Regions from separate parts of the Zea mays genome. Here region 2 is linked to region 1. Evidence: chromatin contacts called from public Hi-C data. All regions are on one chromosome and are shown on one strand. The core of a region is the stretch at or near the end of the contact, and the rest is flanking DNA. Distances in the headings are between cores, read along the strand shown.

Region 1 (4,662 bases), core at 679-3,178:
GAAGTCACGCCACGAATGCATGACATGTGCTATTTGGCAGTACAGTTAATAAGGACAACAAATGGTTGACTCCTGTTGATCCAAGTGTGCAGCACCCATGAACAATATTAATGCCATCCAACATATCAGCGCCAAGTTAAGTTGCAATGCTTCCAACGTCTGCACTTAACAGTTGAGTTGCAAACACTGAAAATGGGTTTTAGTTCCTGAGAGACCCTCCTTTATAAATTTATAAGGTTGGTACTTGCCTCCTTTCATGTAAGGAAATGAGACCAAGAGAGACAGATGCTGAATCGCTAATGCAGAAGGCAATGCCAACAAATAATAAGAATAATGAAATGTTTGATCCATGGACCGTAATAGCTTCCCAATAGCTTTATTATAGCCAAATATGCAGTCAAATGCATTGATAATCAAATTAGTTCAACAAATATTTAAGCAAAACTCGTTAGAAAAGAACACCTTCAACCATTCTGAATTTTTTTTAAACTTGAAATGGGCATCCCATGATCCCTTAAGTTAAGAACTCCATATTAGATTCTTAGAAACCAACTGTAGTTGAAGCATTACTGCATTAGAGCTACTGTATGTATCATCCTTGTTAACGGTGTGATTGATTCCAAGAATCCCAAAGACTAAAAGCTTTGGAACTCGGTTGTAGTTGCCTAGGGTAATTTAATTGATTGTTAAAATGAACACAAGCAAGGATGATTTTTTCTGTTATTAAACGCTGTGACTCATGCAAACTAAGACAGCAAGCTGTTTTGTTTGCCAAATGATGCTAGTACAATGTCAACACGCTTGTATACCCAAATATACCTAGAATCTATCTTCACAACATCTCCCCCCTCCTCCCCCTTCAGATATGCAGGAGAGATCTTCACAGCATTCCTTAAACAACAAATGATAAGTTCTGTCCCATTTAAACTCTGAGCCAGGCCCTCTGGACCCAAAAAAAAAACATCGCCACATAAAAACTGTATGCATTATTGAACTCGTGAGCATGTTTTACACTAAGATCCATCTGTCACAGCAAGTCAACGACTATAGATAAAGGTAAAACCAGACCTCCAATTTCAAGTGCTCGTTGTGAAGGTCAAATCGGATCTATAAGTCTCAGTGTGAAATCCAAGCACCAAAAACTTACAGATCAAAGTCCTAAGGCAAATCTATATGTATCAGAGCCGCAGAAGAGAACTACTGAACATGAAAGAACCTGAGCGGCAGAGATCAAAATTGAGCCAATATTTCTACCTTACGATTTCATCATCAATCAAGTAAACAAAAGCGGGACTAAATTCCCATCCACGGATCCACCGCCCAACTGGTTCGACACTAGGCAACTTATATAAGAGTAAAGACGTAAAAAATACCTGCGCAACGGGGAGCAGCCCAAGCTCTCCGATGACCCCAGCCGCGCCGCGCAGCTGCGCGCCAGCGCTGGAACCGCAGGTGCGCACCTCGTCAAACATGGAGGCTGATAGCGACTCCGAGACGAAGCCGGCCTGGAACTCGATGGTGCCCTGGTCGGGGTGCGCGACCATCCCCGTGACGTAGACCCAGAGGAAGAGCTTCTTGGCCTGGACGCCGGAGAGGTCCGAGATGGCGCCCCTGGAGAGCTTGCCGGTTATGGTCCTCTCGTAGTAGACGAGGTGGGAGCCGAAGTGGACGTAGCAGGTGCTGGCGAGGTGGATCTCGAAGGCGCCCGTGGCCTCGTCGAAGCTGTAGGAGGTGACGGAGTCCGGGATGAGCCCCTTCGGGAGGCCGTACTTGGGCAGCAGGTCGTTCGCCGCGCCGCTGAGGGACGCGGCGGACGCCGTGGCCGCGACGGCGGCGGCGAGGAGGACGAGGACCACGAGGCGGCGGGGCAGCGGAGACATGGCCGTTGCGACTTGCGAGTTTGGGGAAAAAAGAGTTCTGGTGCTTGCTTTATTTTAGCTTGTGTGTTGCGTTTTGGGATGTGGCAGACTGACTATTATATAGTGCCTTCTTAAACTGGTTCTTGACTATATAGCTATCTGGATTTTGAACGAGTACATTTTTTTTAATACGTATCAAACAAAGTACTTACGTAGCTATGATTAGATACGGCGATGGAGATTTCTCAGAAGTCAGAATATGTTCACACATCACATCATGACTAATCAAGCAAAGACTTAAGATTGTACACTTGCACTACCATTCTTTTCATTCGATTTGTGTGTGTTTGTGTGTATGTTGGCATTTGCATTAGGAGTTGATAAAGAAACACAAGAAGTCCCCTTGGTGTCTCTAAATCCGCTGTGGATTAACACTTGATTTGAGGCTCCCTGTGAATGAAAGAAATAAAGAGTGTGTTTGGTTTGAGGAATGAAGTGATCCATCTTCTTCTTACTCTTCACTTTTTTATTTGGTTTGTGTAATAGAATAGGTTGATCCATCGCCACCCCATTCCTTATAAGCTAATAATTAGCATATATATGAGGAGTGAGTTGATTCTACTAAAATAAATGAAATAAACTTATGATACATCACCTTATAAAGTATAAAGTGACTCTACAAACCAAACACAGCAAAAGAAAGCGAGTCCGTGCAAAGTGATCGACGTCGGCCAGCTTATGATGATGTTTGGCACGAGGTCGCCATCTAGAAGCAGCGGGCCATTACGCTACGTCGTTATCGTTTCAGCTGGAGGGTCCTGATCTGTTCTTCACCGGCCGATTCAATTAATTTCAGCCATCAATCAGTTCAGGATTCTTCACGGATAAATCCGAGATAGAAGTATTCAGGCGACAGCGACCAGGTAGCAGGAGCAGTTGGTCTTGATCGCTAATCCTGTCCTCTAGTACATTGTTTGGACCGCATAAATTTTATAGGACTAGCTATTGTTATCCGTACGAACCGGTGATATGACTCTAAGGGTATGTTCTAATTGTTAGTCTACTAATAAGGTATTAACTGGTTGTTGTGTTAGAGCAGTCCCAACCCTCCACGTCAACTGGTTTCCATAACATTAAATAGACTGCCACATAGGCAAAATGATGATATGGCAAGAGCGTTAATGAAAGAAAGGAAAAAAAATGAAGACACTGAGTCTCATGCAGGAAACCATGTCGGCTCAATCTCCAATGAGCTAGGACACCGCCCCAACACCACTTCTACCATATGTTTTATGGAACTATAGTAAAGCCTCGGATACCATGCACGTAGCTTGCGACCCCTCGGCATGTGTGAGTTTCGCCGTTTGAGTTGGAAGATGTAGTTTCTACAACTTATGTCTTGATGATGTGACAGCATAGACTCTACTTAGGCACAACGGAGGGTTGGGACTGCTCTTAGAGCAGCTATATTAGCTATTGAAGAGATATAATTAAATATTAGTTGGTCTATTAGCTGACTCATTCTAAATCTTCCAACTAATTTTAGCTACTAACTACTTTCTCTATCCTAGAAAATCCTAGAAAATAATAAGTCGCACATATTTTTAGAAAAGTCAACATTTTAAAACTTTAACCAACAATTTAGCAAAAAAACGTATATTTTTATTATATGCATGTTATATATTTGAATTCGTACTCAAAAAATACTTTAATATGATGCTTAATTTGCATTTGTAGATATCATATTGTCGGCGTTTCGAGACCGGGGGGTTCCTGGACCGACGAGTGAAATGTCGCCGCGTGCCCCAGCCCAGATGGGTCGGCGCGAGACGGAGCGCGAAGGGAGGAGGAGACGGGCGTGAGAGGTGGAAATCCCGCGGCCTTCGTGTTTGTCCCGCGCCCAGGTCGGGTGCGCTTGCAGTAGGGGGTTACAAGCGTCCACGCGGGAGGGAGCGAGCGGCCTCACGCGAGCACCTGTCCCGTCCTCTTCCCCGCGCGACCCACCTTCTATAAGAGGGCCCTGGTCCTCCCTTTTATAGGCGTAAGGAGAGGATCCAGGTGTACAATGGGGGGTGTAGCAGAGTGCTAATGTGTCTAGCGGAGGAGAGCTAGCGCCCTAAGTACATGCCATCGTGGCAGCCGGAGAGGTTTTGGCACCCGGTTCGTGTGGTGTCGTGGCCGTCGGAGGAGCGCTGGAGCCAGGCGGAAGGACAGCTGTCGGAGCTGTCGAGTCCTTGTTGACGTCCTCTTGCTTCCGTAAGGGGGCTGAGAGCCGCCGTCGTCATAGAGCGTGCGGGGTGCCATCATTGCATGTCTGGCGGAGCGAGCCAGATGGGACGCCGGTCTTGTTTCCCGTAGCCTGAGTCAGCTTGGGGTAGGGTAATGATGGCGCCCCCTGTTGACGTGGTCGGTCCGTGCCCTAGGTTGGGCGATGTGGAGGCTCCTCCGAGGTCGAGGTCGAGTCTGTCTTCCGAGGCCGAGGTCGAGTCCGAGCCCCTGGGTCGGGCGAGGTGGAGACCGTCGGCTGAGGCCAGGGCTGAGTCCGAGCCCTGGGGTCGGGCGGAACGGAGTTCGTCGTCTTCCGGGGCTGAGCCTGAGTCCGAGCCTTGGGTCGGGCGGAGCGGAGTTCGCCGTCTTCCGGGGCTGAGCCCGAGTCCGAGCCCTGGGTCGGGCGGAGCGGAGTTCGCCGTCTTCCGGGGCTGAGCCCGAGTCCGAGCCCTGGGTCGGGCGGAGCGGAGTTCGCTGTCTTCCGGGGCTGAGCCCAAGTCCGAGCCCTGGGTCGGGCGAAGCGGAGTTTCCTACG
Region 2 (4,709 bases), core at 201-2,700, 190 kb after region 1:
ACACACAAAAACCCACTACAATACTGTCATGAACGTTTCAGCACGTACTTAGCCATACGGGTGGCTATATGATGTGTTCTTGACTGATTGCCTGTCGAGTCCGGCCAATTCCTTTTGTTTGACAAACAACATCATGCATCGGAAAGTACGAGTACGACGAAAGAAATGACATTGGTTAACGCGAAGGTTCAAGAACAGGAAGCCGCTAAATAAACCCAACTGATCATCATCACAATAAAAAAAACGCTAACGGCGCCACATATAGGATGCAGACGTGCGGTGAAATAGTCAAGTCAACATATATTAGACCAGAATAATGAACCGCTGCATGCAGCATCTCCCAGAAGGATCTCTGGACTTCTCTGCAAGCAAAGCAGGAAAGCTAGCTAGCGTGCATGCTTACAAAATGCTCCATTTCGGCAAGTGTTTTGGCATTAGATGTGGTTAACATTTGGAACAACGTTTGGAACACCGGCGTTGGCCGTCTTTGTGACTGATTTGTTTATTTATCCAGATATTTTTTGTTTTTGTGACTGATTTATAAGAAAAACAAAAAAACTGGATGAGAAATAAATCTGGACGGACAAATCAGCGACATAACCGAAAAATCTAAAAAAAACAAATCAGTGACAAAGACAAAAGGTATTGAATGTCCACTGTGGGGCTCGAGCCCACAACCACAATACCACAAGGTTAAGAGCCTTCCGTTGTACCGATTAGGCTAGATAGGCTTTATGGTTACACAACCGAGTTCGACGTTATAAATTTTGGCGTCGAGCTCAGTGCCACGTTGATGGCGGCGCTGTGTTACCTCGATGCCATAGGATATGACGACGAGCAAATGATCCAAAAATAACATTAAACATGATTTTTTAAGGGCCAAAATGCAAAAAAAAAAAAAAAAATCGGCCGCAGAAACGCGAAAAAGTCCACCGCACCCGATGAACCGAACGGAATCCCCAGGCATCCAGTCCAGAGCCGTGACCGCAACTAACCCCTACCCACACGTAGAGATGGCAACGGGTACAAACCCGCTGGGTTTTGCCGTCCCAAACCCGTACCCGTGAAAAATATCTATGCCCATTAAAAAACCCGTACCCGTGACGGGTTTGAGATTTTGCCCAAACCCGTACCCATCGGGTTAACGGGTACCCATGGGTTACCCACGGGTTTCATCTCCAATATAATTATCTTCTCATAATCAATAAGTATCATAATGATTAATGATATCATGATCCAAAATCTATGTAATAAACAACGAGTTCATGATTTGGTATAAAAATTATTAGTAGAGAGAATGAAATACAAATAATAAGTTGTATAATTAAGTGACCTTGCACTAAGTTATCCATCCACCACATATATAACGCTAGTAAAAACTATAATAGCAAGCAAGCAACACTCTCACCGATTACTGATACATTCACCAATTGTTAAAAATTATGAAGCAAATAAGGAATAACAAGTTTCTTGTTCGTTTATAAAATAAAATGACAATATGCACTAGGTTTGGTCGGGTTTAAAAAACCCACGGGTTCACGGGTTTGGGTACTATAGGAACAAACCCGTACCCATAAACCCGCTGGGTACAGATTTATGCCCATTAACAAACCCACGGGTATGAAAATTGGCCCAAACCCGTACCCTAATGGGGTAAAAACCCATCGGGTTTCGGGTTTCGGGTACCCATTGCCATCTCTACCCACACGCCACACACGCCCACCGCATCGGAGCAGAACCCACCAAACCCTACGTCGCCGCGGCGGTCGGAGCGGGCAGGGACCCTGGACTGGAGGATGGTGGCGATCTCGATGTACCGCGGCAACCTCCACATTGGCGGCCCCGACAGCGGCGCCTCTGCCCCGCGCCGATGGGAGGCGCCCCGGCCGACCCTCGACGTGAAGCGGTTCCGCCGCCTCCTGCGCAACCGCTTCCGTGCTGTCGCGCGCCTCGCCGGGACGCCGCTGGGGCAGGCCTCCCCGTCCTCCTCGGGCATGGATGGCGGCCGTGGCGCCGCGGACCCCGAGCGGGAGGCACCGGACGAGGAGGGAGGAGCGGGCGACGGGGGAGAAGAGGAGCAGGAGCAGTTGCAGCACGACCAGGACCAGGACCAGCAACATCAGGAGGAGCAGGGGAACGTGGAGGCGGAGGCGGAGGATCCGGAACAGCAGGAGGAAGAAGAGGAGGGGGCGGTGGAGGACGCGGACATGGAAGATGCGGGGGAGGTAGTCGTTGATGGCGATGCGGAAGAAGGTCAGGGTGAAAGTGAAGGTGTTGACCCAAAGCCGGAGGAGGAGGTGAGGGCCGTCCGAATTCTTCTTTACCACTTTGGCTTTCAGTTCATTGTTTGTCCATGGGTATCTGTGTGTAATTGCTATGAGACCGTGACACTTAGAATTGCTAATAGCAATCGGAAATTTAGGGAACGCTGTAGATACTGAGACTGTATGTTGCAAGTTAGTCATGAAAGAAATTAAGTATTGCAGTGCGTAGGACTGTAGGAGGATATTGATGGATGCAATTAAGAGTTAAGTTTCCATGAAGGAATTGACAATAATGAGTTCTGGAAGTAGATTCTAGATTAGGCATCTGCGTACTTGTTCAGTCTGGCAAAAAAAAAAATAAAATTGGAAGCTATTTCCTTCTTGCAGTGAAGAATGAATCTTCTGAGATAGATTAGTCAGCACTAAACATTGTAGTTTATAGTTGACCAAAACAGTATTACGTTCTTCTGTTAGGAACTTGGAATGCTCGATTGCTGCTGAACGTAAAATTATTTGGATTGAGACTGTTGTATTATTTACTTGGAGATTTTCTCTGGTGCTCTTTTGAAAGCACAAGTACTTGAGCACAACCAAGTAAGCTTGCGTATTGCTTGCATCTGAATAGGTGTCTAAACATTTTACTTTTGTGTTTTATTTTTGTTATGTTGCAAAGCACTATCTATCTATGTGGCTTTATAGAAAATAACCATTGTTTTACATTTATGCCAGGCGAGTTATCCTGATGGAATTGATGACAAGAACAGAAAACTTAATGAAAAGCTGGACGCCCTAAATAAAAAGAAGCATGGCCTTGTGCAGATGCTGAAGCAGGTATCTATTTCTTCCATTATTTATATTTCTTTGATTTCTGTGGTTATAGTTTAAAACAAATGAGCATTTGCTGCATATTCGTCAGCTGAACAAGTACTGGGCTATGTCAGAATGTCAGATGGCACCCCAATCTGGTAACATATTGGTCTGAATGGATTGAATGAAACAATAGTAACCTTTCACAGTTGACCCTAAATGAAGCATAGCTTAACCTGTGTTGTTCTGGAACTTCGCGATTAGTGGTAGGAAAAAAATTGCTGCGAACTAGGATGAGTTGCATATATTATATACCCATTGGGAATGAAACTTGCAAAGGTAAGTCCAGCCGCTTCACTGCATGATTGGAAATTTCAAGTAACTTCCTATGTGCATGGGGCGTTGAATTACTTTAGCATAATGTCACTCCAAAGTTTTGGTATCTACTTTCTATAAACCTAAATATAGGTCTGTCTAGATTTGTTCTAAGTCAATACCTTTGACTAGCAATATCTGAAAATGTATGTAGATTGATGACACAAAAGTGAAATTGCTAGATTCATTATGGAAAAAATACTTTCGCAATATATATAAGTAATTTCTTTTCGAACATTATGGGAAAATAGCACAGTCGAAGTTAAAACTTAGGGAAGATCTAGATGAACTTAGGCCATGTTTGGTTTCAATTAGTCTTAGGACTAAACTTTAGTTCTAGGACTAAACTTTAGTCCCTACTTGTTTGGTTCTAGGGACTAAATAGACTCAAATGCTCTTGGAATACACTCATATGTGGGCTTTTAGTCTCTTTTAGCACCTATGTGAAGGACTAAAGACTAAATCATTTTAGTCCATATTTTAGTCCTAGTGTTTGGCAAAAAAGGGACTAAATGGGACTAAAAACTAGAGACTAATCTTTAGTCCTTCTAACCAAACACCCCCTTACATTTGTGATTTGAGGAGGTATCTCCTATATTCAAATAAGTATCATGCTTGTCGTTTTGTCCCTCAGCCCATTATTTAGAAGGAATAATTAGCAGCATATACATGCACTGCTATTTGGTTGGTTTGCTGCTCTCTTTTATTCTGACTGAGAACTTCATCATCAGATACTAAACACCATTGTTTTGGCTGTTTGAATAGGTCTTAAATGCTGAAGAAGAAATCCGAAGGCGCAACATGCAGGCTTCATTGCGCGCTGCCATGCCCCAGCCATCAGAAAACGCAACAGATGGAAGTTCTGTTTCTAGGTTGGCCCCTAGAATGACTGTTGATGTCAATTTTGGTGATGTTGCTGGCGATTCAGATGCTGGTTCCAACCAGGGCACTCCTGGACGCCCCTTGCATCACTTCCACAGTATCTCTCCTTCAACAGCCTCTTTTGCGAGGTCACCGTTTGGTTCTCTACAGGTAAGCTGTCCGAATTGTGCTCATTCAACAGTCTTGTTGCAAGTCCATATCTATTTTTGTCTGTGTTACATGCTTTTGGCAAGTGTTTAAATGGTAGCATACCACAAGAGTGAGACCTCGAATTAACTTAAGTAGTAAATAAAGATAATCCTGTCAATGCTGCCAGTTTGCTTGTATACTATTTCTAACTTTATTAGGTTGGTATTAGTACTCTCACGTTGGCTAAAGAAC

Evidence for each region. A called contact is a pair of places that touch in the nucleus more often than the background predicts.
Region 2: a Hi-C map of leaf shows a contact between it and region 1, with 9 times the contacts expected there. The contact joins the promoter of LOC103643837 here to the promoter of LOC101202720 in region 1. A contact is called at or near these places in 2 of 25 Hi-C or Micro-C datasets (ear and leaf) and 1 of 3 datasets of contacts at active chromatin or transcription factors (leaf).

The regions. Positions count from the first base shown.
Region 1 is chr1:269,273,619-269,278,280 of Zm-B73-REFERENCE-NAM-5.0, forward strand. LOC101202720 reads right to left here and starts at 1,929. Exons shown (of 2, transcript NM_001327742.1): 1 at 1,374-1,929. The coding sequence starts at 1,880.
Region 2 is chr1:269,468,672-269,473,380 of Zm-B73-REFERENCE-NAM-5.0, forward strand. LOC103643837 (histone H3.v1) reads left to right here and starts at 1,451. Exons shown (of 4, transcript XM_008667001.3): 1 at 1,451-2,297; 2 at 2,994-3,095; 3 at 4,212-4,478. The coding sequence starts at 1,797.